7 separate regions of the Mus musculus genome follow, and all the other regions are linked to region 2. Evidence: chromatin contacts called from public HiChIP or PLAC-seq and promoter capture Hi-C data. All regions are on one chromosome and are shown on one strand. The core of a region is the stretch at or near the end of the contact, and the rest is flanking DNA. Distances in the headings are between cores, read along the strand shown. Region 1 holds the start of Rsf1 (remodeling and spacing factor 1). Region 2 holds the start of Rps3 (ribosomal protein S3). Region 3 holds the start of Capn5 (calpain 5). Region 4 holds the start of Acer3 (alkaline ceramidase 3). Region 5 holds the start of Relt (RELT tumor necrosis factor receptor). Region 6 holds the start of Clns1a (chloride channel, nucleotide-sensitive, 1A). Region 7 holds the start of Fam168a (family with sequence similarity 168, member A).

The links. Promoter capture Hi-C pulls out the DNA fragments that hold promoters and counts their contacts. HiChIP or PLAC-seq counts read pairs in DNA pulled down with a chosen protein or histone mark.
Region 1: a promoter capture Hi-C map of pre-B cells shows a contact between it and region 2, with 2.4 times the contacts expected there. The contact joins the promoter of Rsf1 here to the promoter of Rps3 in region 2. A contact is called at or near these places in 2 of 39 promoter capture datasets (liver and pre-B cells).
Region 3: a promoter capture Hi-C map of pre-B cells shows a contact between it and region 2, with 2.2 times the contacts expected there. The contact joins the promoter of Capn5 here to the promoter of Rps3 in region 2. A contact is called at or near these places in 3 of 39 promoter capture datasets (the C10 cell line, liver and pre-B cells).
Region 4: a contact with region 2 is called in a promoter capture Hi-C map of pre-B cells, with 2.1 times the contacts expected there. The contact joins the promoter of Acer3 here to the promoter of Rps3 in region 2. A contact is called at or near these places in 3 of 39 promoter capture datasets (the C10 cell line, erythroid cells and pre-B cells).
Region 5: a contact with region 2 is called in an H3K27ac HiChIP or PLAC-seq map of microglia, with 6 times the contacts expected there. The contact joins the promoter of Relt here to the promoter of Rps3 in region 2. A contact is called at or near these places in 3 of 39 promoter capture datasets (liver and pre-B cells), 1 of 115 datasets of contacts at active chromatin or transcription factors (microglia) and 1 of 9 other capture datasets (liver).
Region 6: a contact with region 2 is called in a promoter capture Hi-C map of pre-B cells, with 2.4 times the contacts expected there. The contact joins the promoter of Clns1a here to the promoter of Rps3 in region 2. A contact is called at or near these places in 2 of 39 promoter capture datasets (liver and pre-B cells).
Region 7: a contact with region 2 is called in a promoter capture Hi-C map of liver, with 3 times the contacts expected there. The contact joins the promoter of Fam168a here to the promoter of Rps3 in region 2. A contact is called at or near these places in 9 of 39 promoter capture datasets (the 3T3-L1 cell line, the C10 cell line, cranial neural crest and 5 more) and 1 of 9 other capture datasets (liver).

The regions. Positions count from the first base shown.
Region 1 is chr7:97,578,537-97,581,291 of GRCm38.p6, reverse strand. It overlaps Rsf1 (remodeling and spacing factor 1), which reads right to left and starts at 1,396. Exons shown (of 16, transcript NM_001081267.2): 1 at 1,187-1,396. The coding sequence starts at 1,388. It overlaps Aamdc (adipogenesis associated Mth938 domain containing), which reads left to right and starts at 1,795. Exons shown (of 5, transcript NM_001177945.1): 1 at 1,795-1,926.
Region 2 is chr7:99,481,919-99,485,049 of GRCm38.p6, reverse strand. It overlaps Rps3 (ribosomal protein S3), which reads left to right and starts at 1,341. Exons shown (of 7, transcript NM_012052.2): 1 at 1,341-1,458; 2 at 2,350-2,480; 3 at 2,696-2,789. The coding sequence starts at 1,429. Snord15a (small nucleolar RNA, C/D box 15A) reads left to right here and starts at 2,118; the gene lies at 2,118-2,265.
Region 3 is chr7:98,176,622-98,179,604 of GRCm38.p6, reverse strand. It overlaps Capn5 (calpain 5), which reads left to right and starts at 1,331. Exons shown (of 13, transcript NM_007602.4): 1 at 1,331-1,561. Gm16938 (predicted gene, 16938) reads right to left here and starts at 2,411. Exons shown (of 3, transcript NR_045972.1): 1 at 2,117-2,411; 2 at 195-280.
Region 4 is chr7:98,308,172-98,310,871 of GRCm38.p6, reverse strand. Acer3 (alkaline ceramidase 3) reads left to right here and starts at 1,330. Exons shown (of 11, transcript NM_025408.3): 1 at 1,330-1,524. The coding sequence starts at 1,422.
Region 5 is chr7:100,862,095-100,864,930 of GRCm38.p6, reverse strand. Relt (RELT tumor necrosis factor receptor) reads left to right here and starts at 1,518. Exons shown (of 11, transcript NM_177073.6): 1 at 1,518-1,637.
Region 6 is chr7:97,695,228-97,698,230 of GRCm38.p6, reverse strand. It overlaps Clns1a (chloride channel, nucleotide-sensitive, 1A), which reads right to left and starts at 1,574. Exons shown (of 7, transcript NM_023671.2): 1 at 1,362-1,574. The coding sequence starts at 1,501. Rsf1os2 (remodeling and spacing factor 1, opposite strand 2) reads left to right here and starts at 1,764. Exons shown (of 3, transcript NR_154552.1): 1 at 1,764-2,119.
Region 7 is chr7:100,705,197-100,707,932 of GRCm38.p6, reverse strand. Fam168a (family with sequence similarity 168, member A) reads right to left here and starts at 1,298. Exons shown (of 9, transcript NM_001362169.1): 1 at 1,040-1,298.

The DNA of each region.
Region 1 (2,755 bases), core at 147-2,646, 1.9 Mb after region 2:
CAATGTTCGGAGTACACAAATTAGGCTTCTCCTAGGGAAATAAAGTACCAGAAAAGGAGCGGAATGGATCGGGACTAATAGGGGAGAGGGTTAGCGCTCAGCGTGTAAAGACTGCAAGCAGCAAACACAGCGCTGAGATGCTCCAGCAAAAGAACCACGACCAGCAGCAGCAGCAGGAAGTTTCAATGGGGCCGGGCAGAGCATGCGCCCTGAACCCGCGCGGTGGCCTTATGTGGAAGGAGCACCACTTGCGAACACCAATAATAGACCAGCGGCACCAGAGAGAAACATGAGCAACAAGCACCTTCTTCAACTGTTTCCCCAGCCATCTGAGCCCCTCCTCCAGCCTACAGACTAACCACCCCACCCCAGCCAGCAAATGGAAGAGTGACTTCTTCCCTTAAGCCCTGTAGCTGAGATAGGGGGAAGGGATAGAGAAAAGTGGAGAGATGCTTTTCTATTATTTTGGGGGAGGTGGTGAGGAGAAAAACTATGGAGGAGGAGATATTAACCCTCTCCTACCCAGAGCGGAGAAGCTGGGCCGAGTTCATTTCCCCTTCCTACGCGAGAATAGGGGGGAAGCCCCCTCTCTGGTCATAGACTCAGATCTCCCAAGGAGGAAGGAGTTTGGGGGGCTAGACCAGCCCTCCAGGGGACGGGAAAAGGCAGGAGCCGACTCTCTCGGGGGAGTTCCCACCACCGGGAGAGCGGAGTGTCCGCGGGCCCCCGCCCACTCAGGTGGAGTGAGCAGAGGGGGCGCCGAGAGAAGATGGGCCCAGCCTCCCGGGAGACGGTGGGGCGGATTGGTGGGAGGAGGGGAAGAGAAAAGCGCAAAGCTGGCCGGAACCTGCGCTCCCCTTCCCCCGCCACCTAAAGGGGTAAGAACTGGAGGCAACACCGGCGCGGGGGACCCGGCCCCAGAGCGTCAGGCCGGCACAATACCCCCTCCTGGGCCCTAGCCCACACCCGGTCCGCGACGCCCCCACCTCCGTCCCCGCGGGGCACGGTGGCCCTAGGGGGCCTCCGCCCCGCCTCCCCAGCACCCAGGAACCCCCGGGCTACGAGGAGTAGGGACTCCGCGGAGGCCAATCCCTGGCGAGGGACGGCCGCAGAGCCCCAGGGTATCTATGGAGAGCTAAAGCGCGCCAGGGCCGCTTCCCGCCGGGCTTTCGGGCCGATCGCTTACCTTCTCCGTTGCCGATGTCTGGCGGCGGCGCCTGCAGCACCCGCTCCAGCTCTGGGAACGGCAACTCGGGCAGGTCCAGCAGCGGCCCGTAGCGTTCCAAGAAGGAGCAGACTACGGCGAAGTTGGGGCACGAACCCGGGCAGCCCGGAGGAGCCATCGCCGCTGCCGCTGCCGCCGCCGCCGCCGCCGCCGCCGCCGCCATTTTGAACTGGAGGATGGAGGAGGAGGGGATGGGGGGGCGGGAGGAGTTGGGGGGACCGAGGGATGGCAGGGTAGCTTTACGGACGACAGGAGGCGCTCTCGAGTGGACGCCCCTGCGGCGGCGAGCGTCTCGCGCCAGGCGCCGCGATCCCACAATACCACGCCGGCCCGGAGCAGTCGAGAACTGAGTTAGATCGGGGACAGAGAGGCACTCTGGGCCCTTCACTTTCCGCCCTCTTCCCGTCCCCTTCCCTCTACGACTTCAAGGCTCCGACTTCTTCCCTCCCACTTCGGGGTCGCTACTGCCTCGTGTGACAGGGGGAATGAAAACAAGGGAAGCGGGGCGGAGAGGTTGGGGGCGGGACTTTCTAAGAACGATAGCCAATGGGGGGAGGGGGCGGAGCTTCGGGTGTGGGCCGGCTGAAGGCGAATTCCAGGCCTGGTGGCTGAACCGCTGTGGCTCAGAGTCCCTCGGCTAGCTGCAGGGAAAGGTGAAGCACGGATCCGACTGGAGGAACAACCGCGAACAGAAGCGCTGCGTGAGTTTTCTGCGGGATCTGGGAACGGAGACGACCAAGAGAGAGAGACAGAGAGGGAGTTGAAGAGAGACACCAAGATGCAGCAAAAGAGAATGGCAGGGAGGAGAGAGGTTAGGAGAAGGAAAGGTGCGGTTGTGGCTTGGCGCGGGACCCTGGAGAGAAGTCTCAGAAAGTTTGCTGAGGGGTGTTGCCCTCTCCTGAGTGTTGTGTGACCAAACTTTTCCTGGGGGGACGGTAAACACATCTCACCCCAGACAGAGCTCCCACCGACAGACCGAAGTACAGATAACACCAAAGTCCAACTTGGCGAACCAATGCGTTTTATTTTAACAGGAGCATGGATAAGGGGTCACTTACAGGAGCAGGAATGACTCAGAGACAGCTGCGACCCCAGGGCCCACCCCAGCATGGGTGACAGATTATAAAAACTGCACAGCCTGCAGGCAGCTCACTGCGTTGGCATGTCCTTTCCAAGTGACTCTGGTCTGAACCTCTTCCAGGCAGCTCAGCTGGCTTCTGCTCCTCCCAGGCAGCTGGTCCCATCTCAGAGTCTTCTTTGCAGTGCAGCTTGTCTGAGAGGCTTTTTTTTTTTTTTTTTCAGCTCAACTTCCTTTAGTTTGAGAGAGACGATCACCTTTTACTGTTTGCTCTGACAGAGAGAGACCTAATGAATCTGGTTAGTTTCAGGGACTTCCTGAAGCTGTTTTGAGTTGTTTTACTGTCCTGTTTAAAGAGCTTCCTTGCCAGATGGAACCGGTGGACCAGGGCCTAAGGTACTCTGTGGATCACTAATGAGGAATTGCCTCTGCTGGGTGACCAAATCTGAGGA
Region 2 (3,131 bases), core at 92-2,591:
CACTAGAAATGGAGAAACAGCTTCATCAGGTGACAGACCAGTCTGACTCTGTCCCATGATTAGAAGCCATCTTGTTACAAGGTCAAAATAAGTTCATTCCTGTTTTCTGTAACACTTGGGTTTGATCCTGTCGTCAACCCATTTTCTGGAATTTGACATGTTCCATACTCCATTATACCCTGACTTCCACCCTGATAAGATGTTCTGCCAAGTTCCTGTGTAGCCAACATTCCCCTGGAAATCTCTCTTCCCTTGGAAACCACCTAGTCTTAGAAATTTTGAGTTATATAAATTCCACTTCTATGTTTGATGCTATTCTTTAAAACTCCACTTTAGGGAGATAGCCCTGTCTGATAGAAAATAAAACTTGCTTAATTTGTCTAAAAGAGTTTAAGTAATAGTTTTTACTTTTGTTCCGTGGGATTAATACAGGGTGAAACAGACTCCCGTGTTTCCAGTGTGAAGTGAGCCACACACTGCAGTACAAGTTATATCAGCAGGTTCTGCCTCTGGGCAATGAACTTTTGCTTGTGTGGACATCAGGGTCTGTGTGAAGGGAAGGTCCTATGGCCTAGATTTATACTATTCAACAGTCTGTCCCCGAAGCCCTGGTGCTTTATTATTTTGACAAGCCCCTGCTGCTGGTATTCCACCCTGCTGCGAGTCAAAAAAGTTCCTGTCTCGGAAAAACAAAACAAAACAAAACAACCAAAAAATAAAATTTTTTTTTCCCACAGGTTCTAGTGGAGGTGCTCACTACCAGAAATCCTACAAATAAGCCCATCTCATGGATCAGGGTTTACCTTTGTAATAATATTAAATCTGTGTGCATGTGCGCACGCATGTGTTTTATGCTTGCATATATGTATACGCAGCCATGGTTTTCTACTGTCCCACTCACTCTGTAACTTACTGAGCCATCCAGCTGGTCCTCTAAATACATTTCAATGAAAGTTTTCATTAGCGTGAACGTGAAGGTGGTAAAATCTGTTAGTGTGTGCTTATGCCTGTGGTTTGCACCTCTAGTCTGAAGGTTGCTCTTTTCAAATTTTTTATTTATTTACGTTTTTACTTTTGAGTCAGAAACTCATAAAGGCCAAGCTGGCCTCGAATTCGCTATGTAGTCAATGATGACCTTAAACTTGTGACCCTCTACTTCGTTAGTGCTGGAACCCCAAGCTTGCTGAGTACAGAGCACTTTCAGACCGGAACTAGATGTCTACTTCCTGTTCCGCCTACATTACAGGTTGCTAGGTTACACCCCCCCTACGCCGTTTTAGACGCAAAACTTCATTTCCCATGCAAAACTTCATTTCCCATGAACACTTGCAAGGGTCGCCGCGCTGCGCGGCGTCATTGCTCCCGCCCTATATACCTACTTCCGCCCGCGAGCCACTTCCTTTCCTTTCAGCGGCGCGCGGCTGCAAGATGGCGGTGCAGATTTCCAAGAAGAGGAAGGTAAGCGTCTGGGCCCGGTTCGGGAGTCCGCCGCGGGTTCTACAAGTGCCAGGGAGGCCTGTGGCTCCGTGATCAGTCCTGTGGAGCGTCTGGGGCCGCCTGCCGTCTCTTCGAGCCTCGGATGGCCGTAGATTGTGTATTGGGCCGGAGCCGGGCGAGTGCTGTGTGCCTGGGCAAGGGAGGGACAAACTCCTCGAGTTCTGGACCGACTCGAACACCGGGCGCCTCCAGTTCCGGACTAGACACCTTTGAGCGTTTCTTGGTCTCCATAATAGTAATCCTGTGGCACAGTTAGAGGGCGTGTGCCATCAGATCTAGTCCAGTTTCTTTAGTAAGTGAAGTTTAGCAGTCCCTTCTCTTAGTCGCGTGATCCTGCAAGTGGCCATAGTTGAAAGCCTACTTACTGACTGCTGCCGTGTTCACTCGGGACCCGGAGCTGCAGCGTCCCTGTGGTTATCATTTCATGGGGGAAAAGTGTGCAGGTTGCCAGGTTTAGAAATAGATGGTCTGTCGTTTGTGCTTATGCACACAGATGATAAACCTGTTTTGAGTCAGGATTCCTCTCCTATCCGAGGTACAACTTACAGTCCCAGCTGTACATGTGCTACTTGGAGACAGATTTTTCTTTGTCTCTTGGGTGTAGATTATGCCGTAGAGCCCTTCGATGAAGAGGTGATGACGAGTCTGAGTAGGAAGTGTTGTCTTTGTCCAAGATGCCTCACTATGCTGCGTTCTGTGGCACAGCTGAAAGCACTGTGGTCAAAAGAAACTTCCTAAAGATGACCAAGAGGCATTTGTCTGAGAAGGGTTGCTGCTTTTCTGTAGGGCCATTGGGCTTGCTCTGACTAACCCTGTCTTCACCTCAGAGGTAACTTGTTTCCTTTGGTTCAGTTTGTAGCTGATGGCATCTTCAAAGCTGAGCTGAATGAATTTCTCACTCGGGAGCTGGCTGAAGATGGCTACTCTGGAGTTGAAGTCCGAGTTACACCAACCAGGACAGAAATCATTATTTTAGCCACCAGGTAGAAATACCATTGATTGTCACCTGTAAATACTGTGTGTACTGAGATGCTGTGTAAACTTGGGCCAACCAAGCAGTAAATCTGGCCTCAGTGGGTGTAACTGCTTTGTTAGAACTGCATTTGGGAAGAACTTACCTTCCATTTAACGTGTGTGCTGGCGTTGTGGTGGGCGGCAGGTGGGATCTTGAGTAAATGGTTGCGCTTCCCCTCTACAGGACACAGAATGTTCTTGGGGAGAAGGGTCGTCGGATCAGAGAGTTGACCGCAGTTGTCCAGAAGCGCTTTGGCTTCCCTGAAGGCAGCGTAGAGGTGAGTTCCTCTGCTTTATCTCCCGGGGGTTTTAGACTGAGTTGGGATGTGGCTTCTGCTATAGAATTGTACTTCTGAAAACCTGACATGGCCAGTGACAGTCACAGGTACTTGATGCTCTGCCAAAATTTCCTTAAAAGCAGAGCGATTGCCATGCATGGCGGGGGCCCATATTCTTGTCCTGGCACGCAGAAGGCAGGATGACGGCGGGGCAGAGCTAGTCAGGGCTGCTGTAGTGAGACCCTGTCTTAAACCACAAACAGTATGATATTCTGGTGGTCGAATGTAGAAATAATGCATGGGTGACTGGCTATCCTTAGTGTGGTTGTGAGGAACCAGAGT
Region 3 (2,983 bases), core at 82-2,581, 1.3 Mb after region 2:
CACACTTTCCCAGACATGACCCCTGCTCTATCTCGGAAGATTTGAGAGGTGCCCTGACAGAGGTAATGCTACTTGCTACCTTGCTTGAGGACTTTGACTGAACCTTTTTGACATTTTTTGTCTCCACAATCACCATGTGCTTCTCCTAGAAAGCCCATTTTACAGACAAGGAAACTGAGACCATTAAAGGATATAGAACTTTCTCGGTAACTGGTGGAGTGAGCCCTTGATCCAGATCTGCTTTGTGGACCAAGGGCTTCTGGACAGAGACACGCTGAGGCTGTGTGGAGGCAATAGAAGAGCTTTTCTGTGGGGATGGAAAGAATGTAAAAACCCTAGGCCGGCGGCCATAGGCCAGGACTAGGGTAAATGGAGAGCGGAACCTAGTAGTCTTGGAACATTGTGCGTGGGTGGTGGTGGGTAGGGGGAACAGCAACATGGTTGGAAACTATTTGGTCAGTCAGGTAACCAGATGGAGCTACACTTAGGTGGCCAGGGACAGGGGTGAGGTAGAGGGCCGGATGACTGAGGTTGAGGTAATCATTAACAGAGACCAGGAAACTAGAGGGATGAGTGGGCCTGAGTTTCTGACCTGTGAGCGACTAGTATGACCAGGTCAGACAAGCTTTGTCTCTGTGGCCTTAGAGTGACCCAGCCTACTGTTGGCCAGCCCTGGTCATCTATAAATCTCCCTGGGATTCCCCCAAACCGCCTGGCCTGAGGAGATTGCAGTTTCCACTTCACAGAGTAAGAAACCAAGGCTTGGTGTATTCCAGGGCATTCTGAAGGCAGTCAGAGAGGGTCAAAAATCTGGGCCCTGCTGCTTTAGTCTACACTCAGAGCAGATAAATGCCCAGGACAGGACAGGTCTGGACAGGATAGGGCCAGCTTCCCTTAACTGACTGGGGCCCTCTGGACACCTCACCAGGGCCTACATTCCTCTTCTCCAGCTAAAATCTTGGGAATGGGTGTTTGGATACAAATGGAAAGGGAGTGGTTCTCATCTCATTGGGTCTTCCCATTCTCAGCTGCCCTGCCTTGGCCCTGTCTGAGCCCGGCTAAGATGCATACCCCAAGTCGGCCAACATTCTCTGCCAGCACTTAGTGGGGCACGCAGGTCCTCCAAGGCCAATGGCGAGGTAGGCAGCCAACGTCCCGGGATGCTCTCCTATCGCGGACAGCACTGGAGTGGGGTTTGAAGGAGTGTTGGGTCAGGGCCACCCTTTCAGTTTCGAGCCAGCACTATCGGGCGGCCTCAGGGAGGGGGGTGGGGGGGGGGAGGCACAGCCTCTCTAGTTCGCATGCGCAACAACCTCCCTTTCCCCGCCCCGCCCCACCCCGGGAGACCACGCCTCTGGCCTCCAATGGGAGGAGGCTGAGAGGAGGGGCGGGACAGACTGAAGCCCGGGGGTCCAAGTTCCAACCCCCGCCTGCGGGCTGCCGGGGTATCATCTCCCCGCAGAGTCCCAGGCTGTGGCGCGGGCTGGTCTAGCCTCCGCTCCAGTGCCCGCACTGTGCTCTGCATCCCGGGAGTCCAGCTCCAGCTGCGGCGACGCGGCAGGTAGGAGGCGCTGCGCGGAGGGAGGCGTGTGCGAGCGCACATTAGTGTGCGTTTGGGTGTGTGTGCAGGTGCAGCGCGGGCCAGTGCGTGCCTTGGGAGCACGAATCCGAGCAGGGGTTGTACATCCCGCGGATTCAGGGCTGGGAGTTGAGCGCTGGCCTGCAGGCCTAGGAGGCGGAGCCCCACCCCCACCCCACCCCCCAAAGATATGCCCGGGGCCCCTGAGCTCATCCCTACCTCCACCCGCAGCCCTGGGTGAGAAATCAACCTCACCTCCACCTGGGTGTTCTGAGGCCGCGTTCCCAGTGCAGAAGTGCTGGGGTGTGCTTATCACTGGTGGGCTAGACTCTAATCTTCCTTACAGGTCCCCTTTCCTGTCCTCACGCCTGTGCTCCTCAACCCATTAAACCTTCTAACCTTTCTAGATGTCCACATCCCATGGTTTGGAGTAGGCATGAGACCATGAGACCAAAGATCCCAGGTAGATGACCCTTCACCCCTTCTTGGCCACAATCCCCTAGTTGAATGGGGGTGGGGGGGGGGGCTCTTCCTTACCTTCAGGGCTGGGTGTGTGGCACTGGGAGCAAGGCGGGTCTGGCAGAAACTGGCTTTTTTCGGAGACAATTCAGGATTGATCCTATCTCCAGCTGTCAGGATTGGGGGTGGGGAGTGTAGGAAAGGTCCCCCTAAGGGGGCCCAGGGGTGGAGTGGGGCTGAAGAGCAATAACAGGTGCTCATTTGCCCTGGCAGTCTTTCCTGTGGTGAGAGTCAGCCCCAGACTTCACACAGATGAGCCCCAGCAGCAGAAGGGAAGGCAGCCTCTCTCTAAGGTGACCCAGCCAGAACTGGCACCCAGGATCCCAAGACACAAGCCTTGATCTCCTCTGTGCCAGAGGGTGGAACACTCAGCCAATGCCCAGGGCAGCTAAGTGTTCAGGGAGATCTTCCTGGGAAGCTCTGCTGTGCAAGGGAGGTTGAGGCCTCCCTGGATCCTTGCTGGTCCTTGCTGCAGGCTTAGTGTTTTGGGTGGAGGTGAAGAAGACCAGGGGGGGTCGGGTGTGGTGGGCCCAGCTGCTGCTACTGCCCTAGGCTGGGTCAGAGCTGAAGCCTGGGTGGAGCCTAACCTAAGAGGCTTCTCTTCCCACTGAGAGGATGGAGGGCCAACAGATGAGCTCCTGACTGGCGTGGTGAGAAGGCAGAGTCAAGCACAAGTCAGAGGGGCCATCCTTGCCTGGGAGCTGATGAGAGTTCATCTGAACAAGGACTAGGAAAAGTCCAACAAGGTGAAGAAAGGACCGTAGAGTCCAAACTACGAAACAGTCAGGCTAGGAAAGCTCACGGACAAACACAGGGTGTGACATTGAATGCCAGTCTGGACGGTGGGTGTGTCTGACAAGGACCATCTTTAGCTACCCTGGGGAA
Region 4 (2,700 bases), core at 81-2,580, 1.2 Mb after region 2:
TGGTGTCATGAGTGTGGGATACGAAGGAAGGACAAAAGGCTCTCAGGTGTGAAAGCCAGGGAGGTCTTCAAGGAGCAAAATTTTAAACAAAAGTGGGAGAGTCGGCATCTTCATAGCAGGGGGAAAGTTTGATGGAGCTGAACACAAAAGGCAGCAGGATGTATCCATTATTTTTTAAGTTTTTACTTCTTCTTCTTCTTCTTCTTCTTCTTCTTCTTCTTATTATTATTATTATTATTATTATTATGCCCCCCCCCCAGTGTGTGTGTGTGTGTAGACACGTGTGCTATGTTGCCTGTACGGAGGTCTGGGGGCAACTTTATGAAGTCGGTTCTCTCCTTGTATTTTACATGGGTTCTTGAGATCAGGTTCAGCCTGCCAGGCTTGCATGGTAAGTGCCTTTAGCCAAACCCGTTGAGCCATCTCACGGACTTTAATAGCCCAGTGTGGAGGTGACAAGGGAGAAAAGCTCACTAAAGAGGCAGAAAATGCTGTGCATGGCCTAAAGGGAAGCCACAGACTTTTTAGTACTTTACTCAGTGTACACGTTTTTTTTTTTTTTTAAGAAAAGATTTGTTTGTTTGTTTGCTTATTTATTTATTTATTTATTTATTTGTTGTATGTGGGTACACTGTAGCTGCCTTCAGACACACCAGAAGAGGGCATTGGTTCTTATTACAGATGGTTGTGAGACACCATATGGTTGCTGGAAATTGAACTCAGGACCTCTGGAAGTCCAGTCAACGGTCCTAACAGCGGAGCCCCTCAGTGTATACTTTTAAAGGATCCTAATACCTGGTTTTTGTTCTGTACATTCTGACTTGTCCCTTTCACTCAGAATGACTTCCTGGGTATCTCTGGAGCTGCCTGGGGGTGTTGTTACTAGTCTCCTCCCTCGTTGGAGGTCCGTGGTCTGAGTTAGACACTGAGGTGTCTCATTGTGCAAGTTTAATCTTGACAGAGAAAGGTTTCTTCTCATTCTTGCCCCAATTAAAACAGACTGCCCTCACACTAATAGAGGCTTGGTCCCATCCTGACGGAAAAGTGGGTCCTGGAAGCCTCCCAACTTACTTCACCCTCACGTCGGGGTCGGCCGGGTTCCCCCCGCCCCTTTCCCTAACTCCTCTGGCTGATAACAACCTCTCCCACTTCTCCGGATTCCCACCCAGGGTCCAAGAGCTACAGATCAGCCCCGCACGATCAGGATGGGTCATTTGCGCCTGCCCCGGGAGCGGTGGGTGGGACTGGGCAGGGAGCGGGACGGGCCAGAGGCTCGGTGGGCGGGGCCTGCCTCTGGGCAGGTTCAGTGACGGCTCTAGCCCCGCCCCTGCCCTTTGGGTAAGGGAGGAGGAAGCCGGAGAGCGCGCTTTGCCTGAGCCGGCCCGAGAGCGGCTGAGCAGGGTGTGTGGGGCGTCAGCGCGATGGCTCCGGCTGTGGACCGCAAAGGCTATTGGGGCCCCACGACCTCCACATTGGACTGGTGTGAGGAGAACTATGTGGTGACCTTGTTCGTCGCTGAGTTCTGTGAGTGGAGCCTGAGGCGAGGGCGCGCGCCGAGGGGAGACGTGTGGGAGAACGCGGAGGGCGAACCTGGCGGCGAGGGTAGGCTCCAGGCCGGGCCCGCGAGCGGCAGCTAGGCGTGCGCGGCCGTGGGAAGCCGGGGAGCCGACGTGGCCGCCAGTGGTGCCTGGACTGGCTTCTGGGGGCCTTCAGGTTGGGGACGAAAGGGACGTACGAGCCGCGCCCGGACCTCGGATGAGAGCGTGAGGCGCGCCGCTGGGAATAGGAGTTCTTACCTGAGCGCGGCCGCTGCCAGGCCGGCCACTGCCCGCCCTGAAGTCGCTCGGGGCTGAGGAGGTCTCTGCCGGGAGGGCCCGAATGCTGCTACCCGGCCTCAGCCAGCCGGGCACAGAGAAGGGGACGCTCACTGGCTTCATCCACCCTCAATCCGGGAATACTCTTCAGGGGCCTTCCCTTCATCTGTCCGTTCTCGGTAGACCACTCACTTCCAGGAGACAGTTACCGTTTCTCAATGCCGGAGCCTCCACCCCCATTCTCACTCCTATTGCCATCCCTACCCGCTGCCTTCTTCTAGAGATCACTGTTCCTCTTGTCCCAGAGGTGGTAGCCAGAGCACCTAGTCACTACTTTCCTCAGCTGCTCTCCCAAGAGACTACCTCTCCCTGCTTCCCCACTGCATCTAGCTTATCAGACTTTCTAGGGGCTAGTGGTCATCTGAGGACACTTATTTCTATGAAAGCACTTTTAGAGTTCACGATTTGCTGCTCCTGGAGACCAGCATTACTAGCCAGATTAGGGTTTTCTCGGGGTGTGTGTGTTTGTGTGTGTGTGTGTTTGTGTTTTCTACATAATTATTCCAACCAGGCAAGAAAGAAATCAGCCACTTCTTCCATCCGCTTTGGTTAGCTTTTGAGAACACGTCCTTTTTTGGTTTCTGGCAAGGAACAGAGAATAGTCTTTGGTTGCTACTGCCTTCTTTTGAATGGATCCACTTTATTAGGCCGTGAGGCAAAACTCTTAGCTAACGTTCTGTACTTAAGTTCTTTTGGAGGACGAGTTTCAGGCCAGATGAGAAAGTCTTGTAGTTTTTCAGGACGTTAGTCCCATGCCCTTGAGGCCATGATTTAGGCTGAGTGTCAGAACCACTAGTTTAAATAAATAGTTTTTATACAGTAAAGG
Region 5 (2,836 bases), core at 269-2,768, 1.4 Mb before region 2:
TTTCCTTTCCTTTCCTTTCCTTTCTGTGGCTCAAATTCTATGACTTAATTTGTTTACCAGCCCACCCATTCCCAACAGACATATTTACTTCCTCAACCTCTTCCGTGAGCTGTGATTATCCTGATTCCAGCCAGGCCTCTGTCTCCCGCACTGGGCTCCTCTGTGCTGTCCGAGTTTCATCTCATCCTGCTCTCCTGGCCACCTTAGATTCTTTGAATGATGCTGGGGGAGTGGGAAGGTAACGGAAGAGAAGGCTGTGGGAGCTGAGATGTGCTACTGCTAGTGCCACCGCACCACTACTGCTACTACCACCGCACCATACCACACACGGGCCCAGTTTATAACCATTGCAAGAGTGCAATGGTTACTTACTGCCTGGCTTCTACAACGATGTCTCATAGTGTTGGTCACTCTTTTTGTGTTTGCTTGCTTGTGAAACAATGTCTCCATATGTAGCCCAGGCTGGCTTGGAACTCAGGAGCTTCCTGCCTCTGCCTCCCAAATCCTGGCCTCCCAGTCCGTTACTTCTCCTGTCCTCCACTGGACACTGCGATGGCTGGCATTGGTGATAGAAGAGTGGGACCGCTGGTGTTAGGGGAGAGGATTGTCATTGTCATACCTACTTGGGGGAGGAACCAGCTACCCTGAAGGAAGGGGTATTTAGGCCAGGTTCCAAAGGAATTCACCAGGTGAGCATTCCTTATAGTCTCTCTTATTAGCTAGGTGGGGGATTCTAGAAACCAGCTTGGGTCTCATCCAAGACACTGAGGGTGCTCTTACCCACAACCAATTCCAAAGACTATTCCCAGGCAGTGGCAGCTGTGGCCCTAGTTACACAGGCAATGGTGACAGGATCTGAGTAGCATTCATGTCTCAAGCACCTTTTCGCTGCATCACACAAGCCCAGATTTCTTGGTTCGGAGCACACACACACACACACACACACACACACACACGCCCGCACGCGCGCGCGCACACACACACACACACCACACACACACACACACACACACACACGCCCGCACGCGCGCGCACACACACACACACACACACCACACATACACACACACACACACACACACACACACACACACACACACACACACGGCCGCGCCTCCCTGATGCGCCCCAAGGGATGCATGCGCACACACACACACACACACACCACACATACACACACACACACACACACACACACACACACACACACACACACACACACACACACACACACACACACACACACACACACACACACACACACACACACACACACACACACACACGGCCGCGCCTCCCTGATGCGCCCCAAGGGATGCATCTGAAGAACATCCTAGTCGTAGCCCCTGCAGTTCCTAGGAGGCTCAAGAGGTGGCGATGCGGAGCAGCGTGGCCTGGCGGGAGAATCGTGAGCCCTTGGCCCGCAGAGGGGCTCGGGGTTAGGGGCCGCAAGTCGGAGCTCTGACGTCGGGGGCGGGGCCAGAAGCCGTGACGCGAGGGGAGGGGCCGCGCAGCTTCCCGGCCAGGCCGGCGATTCATTCAAAAGGCGCGCAGGCTGCGCGGCCGGCCCCGAGCGCTCGCCTAGCGGGGCCCCGGCGCCGCGTCGGACGCTGAGCGAAGCTGGTGCTGCGGGCCAGGTAAGGAGGGTGCGCACGGCCCTCAGCCCCGCTCCGCTGCTCCGAGGAAGTTCTCCTGAGCGGCGGATGCGTCAGCCCCGCTCTCCTGCCCAGTCCCGTCCCATCCTGGTGCTGTCTACGCGTCCCGGAGCCCCCGGGCTGCGCGTCCTCCCGGCACCGCGCGCGGCGCAGTCTGTCAGAAGGTGCGCGAGAGGAAGCAGCGGAACTTGGCGTGCAAGGGGTCGGGGGAGCCCGGGAAACTTGGACTGACACCAAAGGCCGGCTGCGGGACGGGACGGCGGCGCCTCGGTGCGGCTGCAGCGCGGGGCGGCCGGGAAGGGGGGGGGTGTTCTGAACGGTGTCAGCCAGTGACTGTGGGTGACACGGCGCATGAGGCGGCCTGGCCCGGGCGAACGTGTGGCTGGGACACTGGGCGGTGACGCCGAGCCTAGCGGGCGACACAGAGGGGCTCTGTGTGTGAGGCAGGCAGAGTGTGTGTGATTGTGTATGTGAGAGACCCCAGGTCACTGGGGTCACTGTGTGTGGCCGGCCTGTAGTGTGACCCGGGCTAGTTGTGAGTATAAGGTAGAACAGAGGAACCCTAAATAACTTAAGCAAGCCCTGAATCACGGGGTCATAGGGTGCATGTGGGACGGGGTGGGGGGGGAGGGAGGAGAGAGAGAGAGAGAGAGAGAGAGAGAGAGAGAGAGAGAGAGAGAGAGAGAGACTGTCTGCCTGCCTGCCTGCCTAGGATAGAGTAAGACAAGGAGGAACCTGACACCTTCCAGTGTTTGAGGGGCCAAGGAAGATCAGGAGTCTAGGGAATAAAGATCTCTCTCCAAGACACCCTTAGAGTTCAGTTTAGTGAGTTTGCACGCAGACATGACCTAGCAGAGGAAGCCAGAATTGGGTGGGCTAGCCCCTCTGGCACAGAGAAGACCTGAGGTGGTCTCAGTCTCCACTCCACTCCACGCTCACACACACACACACACACACACACACACACACACACACACACTGAAGTCCCCAACATCTAGCAAGGCACTGTGTATTCTGTTTTGTGATCAGATCTACCCCTGCTAAGCCTCAGTCTCCCAGTCTGCAGAGAGGTGTGAATAGCCTGTGAATCATCACTTTGGGATCCTCTATTGTTTTTGGGTCAGTCTTCTCCATTCTCCTCTCCCCTCCAGACAGAAAGACTGCAGTGGGGGTGGGGGCAG
Region 6 (3,003 bases), core at 325-2,824, 1.8 Mb after region 2:
TACCCATTGTAGTCAGCTATATAGCCCAGAAGAGAGGCCAGGGAAAGTACCTTAGAGAGACACATGCTTCAAGAGTCTTCAAGTCTTTTGAAAGAAGACTTAGGAGAGAGAAGGAATGGAAGAAATAGACTGTAAACTGGAAAACATCTGCTGGGTATAAGCAGTAAGATCTTTGGTGATCTCCACAATTTCTTCTGCATGTGGAGTGGTGGAACACAGATATATTCCTAACTTTGACAAGATCCATTTTATTTGCCCATGTGTATTAGTCAGGGTTCTCTAGAGTAACAGAACTTACAGAATGAATGAATGAATGAATGAATCTCACAACTTCTTCCCTCCCATCCCTTTTCTTTCTCCCTCATGGCTACTCCAAACACATATACCAACCAAACTGCGCACCCACCCACATTTGTATTTCTAGTCGGTGTCTAAACACCCAGTCCCACTATCCACACTGTTCTCTGAACAAATAGCTCTTTACACGTTTATACCCTGGGCTCTGTAGTAGGCATAATCTTGGTCCCCAAGAGATTTGTTTTCCAGTGCCATGAAAGAAGGGACTTTGAATGTAATTAAGATTACTAATCTACTGATGGTGAAATAAACGAGATAGCCTGGATTTTCTAGGCAGGAGCAATGTTATAACTCGAGCTCTTAAAAGCAGAGGATTTCCTTTGTGGCCAACAAATAGAATATAGCAAAAGGTAAACCAGAGACTCTGAAAGACAGGAAAGAATGAGAAGAGAAAGAAAGAATGAAAGAAAGAGGGGGGAAAGGAGGGAGGAAGGGAAAGGAAAGAAATGGGGAGGGAGGGCGGGTGAACAGGAAGGTATGGGGTGGGGGTAGGAGGGTATGAGCGTGTATGTAGTGTGTATTTTAGTGGCATGTCTATGTTATTGTGAAAGTACTGAATCCTGCAGGTAGTGAAATAGAAGAATTCCTTCCAGGACCTGCACATCCAGGAGTCGGGTTCGGCTGGTTGTGACTCCGCCCTGCGTGGGCCTGAAGATGGTCCTTCCCCCCAGCCCCCACAAACACACACACTTGAAGCAGAACATCCCAGCTCATTAACCAAACGTCGTAACCCGTCACAATCTGAGCTACATATTCCACGCAGGGAAATCGTCTAGTTGACACGACCATTCCGAAAGCTAGGCCCACGGAAAAACTAACCGAGGCTCTGCAGACTCAAAACTCAACGTGACCACGCGCCAGGCTTGCAGGAGACAGGCCGGTTCGCACAGGTCGTTAGGGAGAAACGCGGGCTAGGGGACAGAACCAGCCGAGCTCGGGAGGGGACAATCCCACCCTGCCCGCACAATAGCGCCGGCCGGCTGGTCGGCGCCCCCCAACCTTACCTCTCCGCGATGTAAAGCGTGCCGGTGCCGAGCCCCTTCCCGTTCAGCACAGCCTCGGTGTCTGGCTGCTGCAGCCGGAGCCCGTCGGCCGACCCAGGCGGCGGGAAGCTTTTGAGGAAGCTCATTGCCGGGGAAAGCATCGCTCCACGCGAACCGAGAGAGGCGAGTACCGCAATCGCGGCTCGCACGGAGCTGCCCCGGAAGCAGTAGTCGTAGCCCGGAAGAACAACTTTCTCAGCGAGGGCCTTAGCATGCGGTTGACCATAGAGACGGGATGTTCTAGGCAACTCAGAGGTCCGCAGCGAGCCGGCTGGCTTTTGTCACGTGGCATCGGTTCCCCTTTCCCGCTCCTCTAAGGATGCTTAGAATAATCGAGTGTTTTCTATGTGGTTCTCTTTGAAGGTCATAGGAGCAAACCCCGAGAGAGGATGTATAAGGAATACCAAGCCTTTCCCAACAAAAAGCGGGAAGGGACCCAGGCCCCAGGAGTCCCTCGCCGAAGGAGGACTCACAGAAATAAAATCCACACGCATCTGGAGATCCCAAGTCTCCCGGCTGGGTGCACGAGTCTACCCTGCTTCCGCCTCGTCAGGCCTGTTCTCCTTGGGTTCACACAGCCATTTACCAGACCTCTTAGTCCCCACGTCGCCGGAGAGATCGAGCGCCCCATCCCCACGAGTCATGCCACGAGCACGAAAAGGTTACATTAATGATGGACAGTGCGCAGCAAGACAGTCAAAAGACTGCCCGAGGGAAAGGTAGGCCACTGGTTAGGAACCCTTGCCTTCCCTGTTCGCTAGGTCCCAGTGAATAAGAGCAGTGAAAACCTACAGGTTTGGTGAATAGAAACCCATAACAGAGACCTATAGACCACACAGCATACGGACTTTACCTCTTATATTTCTTCATGGATTCCTTCGTGGTTTTTGAGACAGGGCTTCTTTAAGTATCCCAGGCTGGCTTCCAATACATAATCGATTTGCACCGAACTCCAGTTTACTGGTACTACTATGAGCACCCATCACCACACTTGCTCAATTAATTTTTTTCTTTATGATACACAATATGAACACATTTTCTATTACCCACTTTAACAGATGGGACCTGAGGCATTAAACTCACAAGCTAGAGTTGGTGGATGGAATTCAGTCAGTTGACCTCTAGACTCCACTTTTTTTGGCTGTAGAATTGTAATATCTATGGGGCTAAGGCTGTTTAGGTTGGATAACATACATGGAGGATGTGATAGCAGTTTTATCTTTCTTTCTCTTCTTCCTCCTTTTTTCCCTTTGGATTCTTTTCAACAGAGGAATCTAAAGATTTTTTTCCTCACATATATGTATATACCTACCTACATACAGTCAGGTGTGAGCCACCCTGCCTGGGCGCAGTGACCCTATCTGCAAAGGCATTAGGCAGTCTCACAAGCTGACCCATGTCTCCAGTCAGTTCCAAGTGTTACGTTTTAAAATTTAGTTTGTTGTTAGTGAGACTAGGAGGCAGGTCCCCTGAACAGGAATGAGAAGGTGGGAGTGGAGTAAGGGAGGGGATGAGAAAAGATTCTAGAACTCTCTGAAGGTTAAAATCCTCGTCATGTGGATATAGATTGAGAGGAAGAATTTGTGACGATGAAGACAAGAAT
Region 7 (2,736 bases), core at 49-2,548, 1.2 Mb before region 2:
CTGCAAAACTGGCAGAGAGACATTTTCTTTATGATACCATCCACTAACCTTGCTCGACACCTGCCAGAATTATTTTAGTTGAGTCCAGCTGAGTAGTCTGACATATCCTCTACCTCCAACTTCCGCTCAGGGGAGCCACCTTGTTCCTTCCAGAGACTCTAAACTCATCCTAAATCCTTTTCCACTGAGCCCTCATCCCCAATTTCAATCCCTGTCTTCCTATTTGGGGCCCAACTTACAATTCACTCCCTCCTGTCAGCTTACCTCATCCATCCATCTCCTGTAGTTGGAGGTCTCATCACTACCAGTCCAAATTCAAACCTCCAGCAGCAGCCTACCTCAAGAAAACCCCAAACAATTCCTACCTCTTCTGTTCTCTCCAAGCCCTATTTCCGTAAGTATTCACAAATTCCATCATCCCCAGAAGACAACAGCCCATTTCAAGCTGGGGTCTCAACCCATGCCAAAGCCCTCACCCCCAGCTCCTACCATCTCCATCTTCCTTCCCCAGGTCCACCCCAAGTCCCACCTTCCAAAATTAGCACTCCCTAGAGTCCCATCCAACGTTTATATCCCACTGGCATTGAAATCATCTCCTTAGCCCCCACCCCGCTCTGATCACAAGCTGTCAACTGCTTCAGGCCAACCCCAAATCATCACCTTCATTCAGTCCCATCCCCCATTAAAAGACATCCCACTCCAATCTCACCTTCCACCTCGCCCCAAGACAATCCCAAATTCCACCTCAATACCCTACACACCCCATGCTCCTATCCCTGGTCTGGTTATCCCTCCATGTAAAGTCCTACCCCCTCACCCCCCTCCGCTACCCTCCCTGACCTGCTGCTGTCCCACCCTCACCCCACTCCCAGCCCGCGTACGGACAAGTCTCCCCCACCAGCCCGCCGTTCCATCGCCACCTCGGTCCCCTCCCCCAAGCCGGCGCGGGGGCCCTACAGCCCCCACCCTCGTTCTCCCCGGCGCCACCAGCCCTGGCTCCACGGGAGCGGGCCGGGGGGCGGAGGGGGGGTCTCCTCACCGGCGAGCTGCTGCAGACGAAAACCGCGGCGGCCGCAACTGAAGCGGCGATGCCCTTGTCTTCTCTGGAGGCTACAGCGGCGACGCTCTCGTTCCCTCGTCCGTGTCCAGTAGGGTGGTGGATGGCGCGCAGGGACGGGAGCCTCCTCCTCCTTCTCCTCAGCTACTCAGATCTGAATCCTCTGCAGTAGCCGCGGAGAAACCCGACAGTGGGGGAAGGGGACGCTCGGCTGCAGGCAAGAGAGGAGGAGGCGGAGGGAGGGGGCGGGGGACCGCTGAGAAGGGCGGGGGAGGAGGAGTCGGCGCGCTGTCCCGACACGTCCCACAGCCTCCGAGCTCTTGAACTACAACTCCCGGCATGCTCTGCCACGGCCCTGCGCGGCCTGGTTCTCCCAACCCTGCTCCGGTCCTGGACCGCACCCTCTTGGGTCACAGACAATGGACTCCCACGGGCTTTTGTAAACTCAAAGGCCTCTTGGGAGGGAAGTTGGATATTTCCGCAGCCTCATCTCCATGAAGCAAAACAACCTACACATGCACTCTTTTCCGCCCAAGGGACTACACCTCCCAGCATGCCGCACACAGTTTCCCATTCTCTCCTTCCGGACCCCTCTCAGACCCGGTACTACAGTTCCCAGGAGTGTGGTCCTTGCGAAATGCTGGGACATGCAGTTCTCAGTCCTTCCTCCATGTTAAGAAAAAAAGAAGTGAAAGAGAGAAAAAGGGGAAGGACTATTCCAACCCACTGAGCTTGGGCCTAGATTGGCTACATCACCTGTAATTCTGTACTCTCCTCGCCATCTCCGTTGTCACTGTCTCGCCAGAACTAATGCTGCATCAGCTTCCCTGGCATCCCTGAAAATCAGAGGACAAGTCTGCAACTTAAATCCTCATGTAAAAAGCACATTTGTTTACATTTACATTACTTATAAGTATTTAATCTAAAAAGATTATCAAAAATTTTTGGAAAACAATGCCCACGGTTATTATAGGAGGTTGTTGAATATGAGTTGAGAAGGATGTAGATATTCATCAATAGAGGGCTGATTTAATAAATAGTGATGTATGTATTCAACGTAATGCTAAGCAGCCATTTAAAATGATGGTAAATATCTTTAGACATGAAAGGCTTTTCACAATTTCTTGTCAGAGGGGCAAATTGATAGCAAAAACAGCAAGATTAGACAGGTTCGATTTATTTGAAGTTCGAGGATATAAAAGCGTAAAGATTTCAGTGAAGAGATTCTCCAAAATGTTATCAGTGATTATCTTAAAGAAAGAATTGTTAGGTTTCAGGTTCCTCTTATCTTTTATACTGTCTGAATTGTTTAAGGAAGCACACACCGTTTTTTAAACATAAAAGGTTATTTCATATGCATACACACACACACACACACACACACACACACACACATGCTTGCACGCACACACACAGATACAGCTATAGATATTCCAAATACAACAACCTCTTGATTTCCCACCTACAAACTTTCCTTGGGTCTTGTTTACCTAAACAGTGTTTCAGGACTGTGTGTCTACCTTTCTGTAAATCCCACTATTAAAATAATGGTAGTTGTGTACTGTATTAGTTACTTCTCTGGTTGCTGAGACAAAATACTTGATAAGAGCAATTTAAGGAAGGAAGGAAGGAAGGAAGGAAGGAAGGAAGGAAGGGTTTACTGTAATTTACAGTTTTAT